3 separate regions of the Mus musculus genome follow, and regions 1 and 3 are each linked to region 2. Evidence: chromatin contacts called from public Hi-C and HiChIP or PLAC-seq data. All regions are on one chromosome and are shown on one strand. The core of a region is the stretch at or near the end of the contact, and the rest is flanking DNA. Distances in the headings are between cores, read along the strand shown. Region 1 has its middle 38 kb from the start of Gm32955. Region 2 holds the start of Cnr1 (cannabinoid receptor 1 (brain)). Region 3 has its middle 12 kb from the start of Gm32893.

Evidence for each region. A called contact is a pair of places that touch in the nucleus more often than the background predicts. HiChIP or PLAC-seq counts read pairs in DNA pulled down with a chosen protein or histone mark.
Region 1: a contact with region 2 is called in a Hi-C map of cortical neurons, with 2.3 times the contacts expected there. The contact joins the enhancer-like site here to the promoter of Cnr1 in region 2. A contact is called at or near these places in 1 of 39 promoter capture datasets (hippocampal neurons), 3 of 484 Hi-C or Micro-C datasets (cerebellar granule neurons, cerebellum and cortical neurons) and 9 of 115 datasets of contacts at active chromatin or transcription factors (VIP interneurons, astrocytes, differentiating embryonic stem cells and 6 more).
Region 3: an H3K27ac HiChIP or PLAC-seq map of neural progenitor cells shows a contact between it and region 2, with 15 times the contacts expected there. The contact joins the enhancer-like site here to the promoter of Cnr1 in region 2. A contact is called at or near these places in 1 of 39 promoter capture datasets (embryonic stem cells), 3 of 484 Hi-C or Micro-C datasets (cerebral cortex, cumulus cells and nephron progenitors), 16 of 115 datasets of contacts at active chromatin or transcription factors (VIP interneurons, astrocytes, craniofacial prominence and 10 more) and 2 of 9 other capture datasets (embryonic stem cells and liver).

Annotation. Positions count from the first base shown.
Region 1 is chr4:33,639,351-33,642,480 of GRCm38.p6, reverse strand. No RefSeq gene overlaps it. Among named protein-coding and RNA genes, the nearest start is that of Gm32955, 38 kb to the right of the region's middle. Within about 2 kb of position 1,475, at least 8 of the 459 cell types and tissues checked have an H3K27ac peak or open chromatin away from gene starts, as enhancers often do. A contact at or near this core is called in VIP interneurons, cerebellum and cortical neurons, where this site is marked.
Region 2 is chr4:33,922,927-33,926,186 of GRCm38.p6, reverse strand. Cnr1 (cannabinoid receptor 1 (brain)) reads right to left here and starts at 1,543. Exons shown (of 2, transcript NM_007726.5): 1 at 1,029-1,543.
Region 3 is chr4:33,554,293-33,557,507 of GRCm38.p6, reverse strand. No RefSeq gene overlaps it. Among named protein-coding and RNA genes, the nearest start is that of Gm32893, 12 kb to the left of the region's middle. Within about 2 kb of position 1,842, at least 34 of the 459 cell types and tissues checked have an H3K27ac peak or open chromatin away from gene starts, as enhancers often do. A contact at or near this core is called in VIP interneurons, cerebral cortex, differentiating embryonic stem cells and 1 more, where this site is marked.

The DNA of each region.
Region 1 (3,130 bases), core at 226-2,725, 280 kb after region 2:
CTGCTAAAGATTTTGTATTTTGCTAGCATCTAGCACAAAGGCTGAGTAAAGAGAGTGGTAAAAAGCGAACCCTCAAAAAAGGGGGTTGCAGGGAGATGGGGTCTGTGTGAGAACACCTCATATTAACTTTCTGGTGTTCTGTTCTGCTCTGCTGCCACGAGAGAATTCATTCAATTCTCCTTGTCTGGGAGGCACCATCACTGGACATGTGTGGAGGTTTCCATCTGTCTGTCATGCTACCCTGTCAGCTGAAAATGCTGGCAGAGACTCTTGACTCGTGGTGGCAAGACAGGCAGGCGTATCTGCCTGCTGTGAATGTCGAGACCTCTCTCCGCCAAAATGTAAATGTGGCGTGCCCCTTTTCAGAAGCCCTCAGCCCTGTGCCCTGCGAAATAGACAGAGCAAGGGCAGAGTCTAGTGCTGAAGGGCACTTAGTTAGAGAGCATGGTGGGAGGAAGGGGGGAGGGTAGTGAAATGGGCTGGGGACTTAGGGATATGAGAGTGTGCAGAGGCTCACAGAAGATACAGCAGCTAGCACTAAAGTATCCAGAGCTTTAGCCTAAGTTTCCTGTCATGGATTTGGTTTAGTTCATCTATTGTTCAAGTTATGAAGCTACCATTCATTTTTAAAAGAAAAATATTAAGATTTATTCATTTAATTTGTATATGAAGGCCAGAGGACACTTGTGGGAATCAGTTCTCTCCACCATGTGGGAATCCAACTGAAGACATCAGTGGAGGTAGGCACCCTTACCAATGGACACACACACACACACACACACACACCAGCTCCATGGTTACTGCTTTTCAAATATAAAGATAAATGAACCACATCAAGAGAGAGTACAGAAATGTGGATTCATCCGTGAACAAGAAATGAAAGCAAGTTTCTAAAAAGCAAAATGCCAATAAAACTGTCTGATAGATGAATAGACAGAAAGAGATAACCTAGAATATCCTGGGAGAGAGTTCTAAGAAGGGGCTACCTTTGTATGAGAGGCCAAGCACACAACGTTGACAGTTATGGGCCTATGTGCTTCCACCCTAGGAATGCGACTCCCGACAGCATCTCATTTAGCATCCTCATGATGGCAGATGCTAAGAGAATGCATGAAAACGCATGTGAAGAGGGAGAAGGTACAAGGAGGTAGACGAACAATTCCAGCCGCCCACATCCAAACAGCACACCACATTACCTCCGCTGGACTCTAAAGTGGCACACAAGGCTGGCAGCAGGCTAGGCAACATGTCCATAAATACAAGTTAAAGCTCGAGGGATTCAGAGAGCCTGGACCACAGAAGAACAAACTCAGAGAGAGAGGAGGGCAGCAGAGGCATGGAGCACATGGCATTGCTGTCAGGCAGTAAAAGGTTGGGAACCAGGCCGAAGCAACGAGCCAATGATGACAAGACTCCCTGATCAGAGGGAGTGGCGCCAAGACAGTGCAAGGACGGAGCCTCCGTTACAGCTCTGACTGAACCAAAAAGCCAAGCAGTGGAGCGTGACCTGGACCCAGAGGCTCAGTGGGCCAGGTGTGTACTATATTTACTTGCGTATTTATATTCGGCTTGGTTCTAAGAAGAGCAGAAGGCCCCTTACAAGGACACAGAGAGAACAAAGAAATAAAAGCTGTGTGTGAGAAAAGGAAAGTCAGATTCTAGGGAGAGAGAGAGCTCCAACACACCAGGCAAAGCAGGCACATGGCCCTCTAAGCTCTCTAGAAGCCAGCTTTAAATTACCCACACCCTGGTGAGTATGTGCCTGCACACACACACACACACACACACACACACACACACACACAGAAAAAAAAAAAAAAAAAAAAAAACTGGTACTAAAGCCAGAAAAGAATACATCCTTTTGTTCTTCCTCATAGAGACGACAGCGTATGCATCCTTGGAAACAGCCTTGTGAAGCACTCACCACAAGCCACCTCTACCCCAAGCCCAATTCTGGTCTCTGAGCTTAGGGATCTGTCTTGATTGCAAGAACAAGGCCAGATCCCAGGCCTTCCTGACAGAGCCTCCAGGGAAAGTCAAGCCCCGTACACTCTCCAAGGCCCAGTCCAGACTAGACCAAATTCAATTTTCCCAATTTATTTTTGCATGTAGTTACTGCCATCCATTGGTGGAGGAGGCAAGTAGAAGAAAAAACAAAACAAAACAAAACAAACCAGGCAAGAACTCGGAAGAGGAAACTGAGCCCCGCTGCTTACAAGAACATGCCCCACTCCTGTGTCTATGCATAGAGACACCACTGGGGTCCTCCAGTCTCCTCCCACACCCCTTTCTGTCACTCTTCATGGCAGAGGTGCCCTGACTGCCAGGTGACACCACAGTGAGGGTCTCCAGATTGTAGAGATCTCACCTTGTAGAGATGGCAAAGAGACCATGTTGGTATAGACTCTGACTTCTTTCCGTCCCTTGTCACCCTGAGCCCTCTTGGGAAAGTGCCTCTGGCTGCCCACTGCAACCTTCCCCAGGCAAGGCAATCCAAAGGGCTGAACTTGCACCAGTGAGAAGCCAGGACCAGCCCACCCCCCACCCCCCCAGCTGCGCTGCAAATTCAGGCCATACATCAGACCTTGCTGTTGTCATTTGAACTTGCAGGTGCCTGGTTCCCATGCCTCCATCTTAACACTATACTTGAGCAAGGAAGAGAGCAGCTGCTGTGACTTTAGAAAAGTCCTGTGGAAAGATACATTGGACCTCTGCATCTGAAGGAGGCTACAAACTAGAACACACCATTTGCTCTGACTTGAGCGGTCATGTCTCTATGAAATGCATATGGAATTTAAGCCTCATTACCATAGGTTGCTGCCCTCTCTGGTGGGAAGTAACACCATTACAAGAGATTTCAGACAGCACAGAGCTCAGTGATAGACAATTACATAGTGTGCATGAAGTCCTGGGTTTGACATCCAAAGTACATGCACACAGGGGCCTGGCAAGCAGGTAGTCCAGAGAGCATCCTGGTTCATGTACCATGTAAAGATGCAGCAAGACACACCATATAAGCTGATACCAAATCTGCCAGCACTTTCACATTAAACTTCCCAGCCTCTGTAACTTTAAGGATAGAAGACTCATGTTTCTAAGTAATTCAGACTAAGGTAATAACAAATAGTAG
Region 2 (3,260 bases), core at 294-2,793:
CCCCACAGATAATCAGTACCCGCGGAGTCTCCTCTGAGCATGTGCATCTCCCCATTGTTCAAAGGAATTAAGTTGGCAATAAAAACGAGAAGTTATGGGACCCAGAGAGGTATCTTTCAACATCCTTAAAACCAGTAAATCTGCTCTAATCTCTTATTAGATTAAATGTCCAAGGAGATTTAATATGCCAAGAAATAAACAAAGGCAGGAAGAGCTAGTAGCTCCTATTTGGAAGAAAAATTTAAAAGATAGGAAATAGGTTTTTTCATAGATAGGTTATTAAATTTTTTTCTCACCTCTTTGAAACCTTTGAGAGATAAACCATGTACTACAATTAAAAACACGCATGTTGCTTTAAACTTTGAAATGACCAAACAACAGTTTCTCACATCTATCATAGCAAACATTTGCATTCAGGAAATGCTCCATTTGTGACTTGTAAGCCTTAACCAAGAAACATCCTTTTAAAATAAAGCATCAACTTCATTCGTCTGGTGCCAGCTCTTAGTTTCATGTTCCTATAACAGTCAATCACAGGTATCAATACTATATATATTAGTTTTTCCTTAAACAGAGATGGCTGCTGTAGCTATCGCTCTGTATCAGAAGTTCCTTATTTAACATAGATTTCTTTACATGACATTTAGTATTTAATTGAGTCGTTTTCTACATGTGGTGCAGAGACTCTGGAAGACTTAGTTTCTGATAAGGCTAAAAGACGTCAAGCATCAACTCAAGTGCCTGTTTTCCAAACATGCACAATTACACATTTTCTACAAACAGACATCAGTGTATGCAGAGCTAGGTGCATATCCAGTAAATTGTAAATGGTAGAAGCCTCCAGAAGTAGCTTAGACCACAGGTAACAAGCTGGGACTATACAGCTAAGTAAACACCATATTAGCACGATTTGCTCTCCTGGAACACGGAGCAAGAACTCCGCGTAGGACACCAGGGGACCACTGGCCAGTACCGAGGGGGCGGGAGGCGGAAAAGCTATTCCCAAACGCCACTGTGCCAGGTCTTACCCTTCGCATCCCCCGGTCCACGGGCCAGAAGCTCCCTCGGCACCTGTCGCCCAGCCAAGGGGCTGGCTCTCTGCTACAAGGAAATTTGCCCCCAGACTCTATGAGAGCTCTGCAGACAGCCCAGGCTCCCGCCTGAGCCAGGGGGAGGCTCTGGCGCCAGGGGAGCCAGAAGGAGGCGGAGGCGGAAAAGAAGTGGAGAAGGTAGAGGCAGCGAGCGAGCAGGGGAGGCGGCGCGGGGCGCGGTGGGGCGGGGTGGAGCGGGGCGTGCCCGCGGCGATCGGTCAGTAAGTCAGTCGGTCTGCGCGCCCGCGTCCCCGGCCTCTAGCACCCGTGCGCCACGGCCCCTGGGACTGGCTCCCCTGGGCTCGGACAGGCCCGCTTCGTTCTCCGGCTCTCCCCGGCGTCCCACTGACCGCGCTGGCCGGCCTGGGGCCGCCCGCTTGGGCCACCCCGAGCGCCCGTCGCCGCGCCCTGCTTGAGGTCCCTGCCTCTCCCTCAGCTCGCGCGCTGTCTCTGGCTCGCTCTCGCTCCAGTCCCATTTATGAAGCGTGGTCCCATCACGTGTTAATGAGCCTTTGTCCTGCCCTGGCAGCGGCGGCAGCAGAGACTCCGCCAAGGGATCTGCGCGGGGAGGGACCGGCGCGCGGCGCCCGCGGCTCCAAACTTTGCTGCGCGGTACCCGCCGCGGCGCTGGCCCGGGGGCTAGGAGGGACGGCCCTGGCGCTCGGCGCCCACTGTGTCATCCTCACTCTTTGCCACCAACGACCCCGCGGCCTCACCCTGCTCTGCTCCCTGGCGCCCTCCCACCCTGGCGTGGCCAAAGGGGACGCGTGCCTCACTGCCCGCGACCTCGGGGCCGTTAATCACCAGCGCTGCTCATTGCCAGGACCTCACTGGAGGTCACGCGCCGGGCGGTCGGGATCCGGAAACAGGGCGGCAGGAAGGCCGGCCAAGTGAGGTCTCCGCCCGACCCTCCCCTCTGCGCCGCCTCCAGTCCTCAGCTACCTGGCCGCGGCCACCAGCCCTCCGCCCTCGGGGCGGACGGCGTCGCCTGGGCGCCTCCCGCGCTGGCCCGCGCGACCACCCGGGCGCGCCCAGCCTCCAGCCGTGGCCGCACGAGCTCGGCTCTGTGGGCGCCCGGCGCCCCCTCCCCAGCCCTGGCGCTCCCCGCACCTCCTGCTCGCGGGGAGATGCATCCGCGGCGGGCGGGGGCTCTTGTTGGGCGGGAGCCTGGGGACCGGCGGTGCGCCCGGCCGCCGCCGCAGGAATTAGGGGACATGCTCGTTAATTGGTTCCACTCCGCCGTCTGCCTCTTGTGTGCACGGATCAAACCTTAATTGGTCTTTACATTTATCACGGCGAATTGCAACCCTATACACGAGCGTCAGCCCGCAGCTTCAGCCGAGGGGGCCATTCTCCGCCCGGGCCCCGGGGACCAGGCGGTTGTGGCTACAGCTGAATTGCGTTTTAGACCTCGTTCTCCCTGGAGAGTTGGGTCCAGTCGAGTCGTAAGGTTTCCACCTGACAGAGCCACATCAAGTCAGGTCCAGGGGCCCAGCTGTAGGCACAACGTTAGGTTCCTAGGCCCTCAAGGTAGCAGCTTGGCATTCGTTTTAAGCCTTGCTCAGAGTCGAGGACGTCTAGCCCAAACAGCTTCCTACAAGGCCTCTTTTTACCAATTCTCCCTGACGTCCTACCCCCCACCCAGAGCCAAACGCTCAGTGTATCTGGCCCCTATTTTGAATCTGGTGACAAGGATCCCAGAGGGTGAGCCTAAAGGAAGAAGCAACATAGAGGGTAGAGGAAGCTGCAGAATTCGGGGAGGAGAGACTGCTCTGAGAAGGAAAGCCTGAAAGCTTCCTACCTACAGGTCGAGCTGAAGAAAGGCTTCCAGCAGAGCGCTAGCTGTCGGAATATCTCTGAGACTGTTTTCCACTAGAGAGAGTAGTTTCCATTTCCATGTGAGGAGATGGCCTTTTGAGACAGAGTCCACAGCTGAAGCAATCAAGTTGTAGGTAAATATAAACAAAGATCTGACAGACCAATCGTAGAGGGAGAAATGCTTAGGAGAGATGATTGGGTGGATGTGGGATACCATTTGAGCCTTAAACCTGCTGCCTAGGCACAGGCTCTGCTTTGCCTCCTTCCACACATCTCCAGCATAAAGGCAGCTCTTTCTAAAGATTTACAGGAGAAAGAGGCTTCGTCGTCGTCTGCCCCTTTCTTTCAGAG
Region 3 (3,215 bases), core at 593-3,092, 370 kb after region 2:
GAGCCCACACCACTTGTGGGGGATCAAGCCACTCAACATTCCACCACTCACAGAAGAGGGGCTTCCCCCCCCCCCCAGGAACTTGGTACTCTATTGCTATGGGGAAGGGGAGGTCATTTGGGGGTTGTGACCACGGGTAGGTCACCCGTGTTCCGGTAGATGGCACCGTGCCCATGCTCATGCAGGCAGCACTAACAGACACAGTGGGTCACATAACAAAGGGAATGTGAGAATGGGAGGTGTTGGAAGGCTCAGGGACAGGGGACGGGAGGAGATGGGGCAAAATATGTTCTAGATGCGCTGTGCACATCTATGAAACTGTAAGGAATAAATGAAATAATTTGAAAAAAAGAAGAGAGAATGAGGAGGAGATGGCAATGAGCTTTGGAAGTGTTACCCTCCACCTGCTGAGAGGATCTGCCCCCTGCTGGCCACGCCCCATCACAGGGCCCTGTGAGCCCATTCACTTGCTCCTCTTAACAGCAAATACTAAACAGGCCATGAATTATGAGCAGCCATACAAAAGTCCTCAGACCTAAGTGTTCAAACATCTCAACTAAACTCCCTACACGGCTGTGTATGGCCCCCTCGCAAGCCCGTATCTGTTCAGGAGGTCCACAGAAAACCAAAAACTGGCAGGAAACATCTGGGGCCTTGCACAGAAAGCCACTCCAAGAAAGACCGTTTCTTTTTGATCTGAGTATTGTGTCAAGATATTCTTGATTAACCATGAGGAAGGCAATATTTCCTCAATGTAGTCATGAATGTTCTATGGGGAGGAGATGCATAAAGCCCTCTTGCTGATCCACAGACCACTGGCACGAGCCATCTCTGACACTATGAATCTGTTTACCTTAGCTGCAAACAGGGAACTGGATGTCTGGAGTCAGAACTCAGAAGTTCATGAGCTTTCTCCTCTGCCCATTCCGGGTGTAACTAACTGTTCACTGCTACCTAAACACCTTCAGACTCTTAGGCTTAAAAAAATGAACTTTAGCTTACAAATATTTCCCCCTTACATCTCAGCAGAGGCTATGAAATTTAACTGGAAGACATTTATGATTCTGATGAAAGGTGCTCATTAAGTATAATTGTGATCATTATCTGGCTTCTATTTTTACTTTCCTCTGGTTTTTTAATGTATAGATGCTATGCCTGGTCCAGAGAGCTGCAGAACTTGCATTTTCCCCTCTTCCACATATCTCAAGTTCTGCCCTAGCCTGCAAGGTGGGTATTTCAAAGCCCCAGGTCTGACGGCACCCTAGCTCTCTCGCTTATGTGGGTAGGGCAAGCATGAAATTTCATTCCAAACGAATGCACCAGTAATCGGCTCGGTACAATTAGTCACTTCCTCATAATAAGGAGCAAAGGGCTAATTGTTCTGCAAGTGGACAATTGCGGCTGTGATTATTAGCCCTTGTCATTTTTCATCCACACATAATTGCACAGGCGGATGGGGAGGCTCGGCGGGCTTCGTACCTTCCACCCCAAGGCTTCTTTTCTCAGGCTCGGGGTTTTTTCCACTCATCTCTGCCACAGTCGGTTGTGTTTTTCCATGATTGTCTTTCTCTATTCTATAATAGTATAGAACAGAGCATAAAGTATAAATGCAAAAGCAATTTTGAAAAAAGTTCCCCCAGAATAATTTAAATCCTGAATCAGCCCTCTAGTTATGTGGGGCTTTGTTAAAAGTAATTTGAGTATTTACAAATGCGAGCTGCCTGTCGGCTGGAAAGGAACAAGGCTGGGAACATGACCTCCGCTCTGCTCGCCCCAGTAGCCTATGCTCTTCTTGGAGGATCGGGGTGGAGGGTGTCAGCCTTCTTCCTTGGCAGTTCTGCTACAGAATACTGAGTGTTCCAGAACTCATTCTTTCCAGGATTCTGTAACTGGGGTAGTGGTAGGAAGTTGGTTTGTAGTGGTGGAACTTGTCCCTAGCCAGCAGCTACCCACAGGCAGACTAATTGGCTTTAGTTTTAGCAAAGCAGAAAAATGGGTTTTTGAAGCACCTGATGTTTCTCAGGCAGCATCCGGCAAGACGTACCGTGCTTGTCTTTCTCTCCCAGCTTGCATCTCCCCAATCTGAACTCACGAGGAGCAGACACTCGTCAGGGCATCCGAGGGAGCACGGGGCAGCTGCCTCCACCTAATTTGCAAAGCTGCTTGAGAAGTCCTTGTACCAAAGGGCATCCCACTGTTCTCTTCCTCCAGAGCCTGGCAAGACAAACAAGCTCACTGACACCCGCGGTGCTGCAGGCCTCTCTTCAGAAGAAAACTTGGAATGCTCAGGAAAAAATCTTTCAGCTCCATCAACAGGAGAAGTCACAGAGCTTGGTAATGCTTGGAAAAGCAAAATTGATTTGGAGGATTTGGGGAGAATCATACCATTAAGCGACACTTTGATTTCTTTTTCTTTTTCTTTTTTTTTTTCCTCTCTCTCTCCCTTGTTCTTTCACTGGTCTCAAAGAAAAATGAAAGTCACTGAAAGATTCAATCTGTACCTGATGAAGCCGAGAAGTGGCTCTGGCCAGATGCAGGCAGGAAATGGCAGGCACACACACATACACACACAAACACACACATACACCCCTGTGATCTTCCCGGCAGCCTCAAAATACCGGCTGTTCCTCCCTTTGGTCCTAAGAGCTAGGACCCAAACTCCACGGGAAATTGAGAATTGTGCCAGAATCCTCTTCCTGCTCAAATGAGTAGGATTCCAAATGTGCCACGTTTGCTTTTGTGCAGACATATTTGCAAGTCTGCCACAGTGCGAGAGCAAGTGCACCAATGGAGCTAATAAGAGGGTGCTGATCTGAAGAGCCTTATTTTGTCCCTAATGTTCACTCCCAAAGGAAATGTGCTCCTTACTAATAAGAGAGAATGAGACCAAAAACATAGTCTATTGATCTGCCCCAGCCCAGCCGCCAAGGCTCTCATGCTTCCCAGCAGCGCAGTGCTCTCAGGGAGGCTCAGGCAATCCACCACTACCCGTCTGCCTGTCTGATGCCAAGGCCACTAAATTTAAACTGGGGTGGGAGTGTCCAACTGGGGTGGGGCCAAGTTGACAGGTAATAGTGGTGAGAAGAGCAAACATATATTGGGCTGAGTGGAGAGCACTGGCCAGGAGCACGGTGAGTGCTGCCTAATGCAGTTCACCAGTGCCATGGGAGCCTACAGTTCACCTACAGTTGTAGAAGCTGATGCTGGGCTAAAAA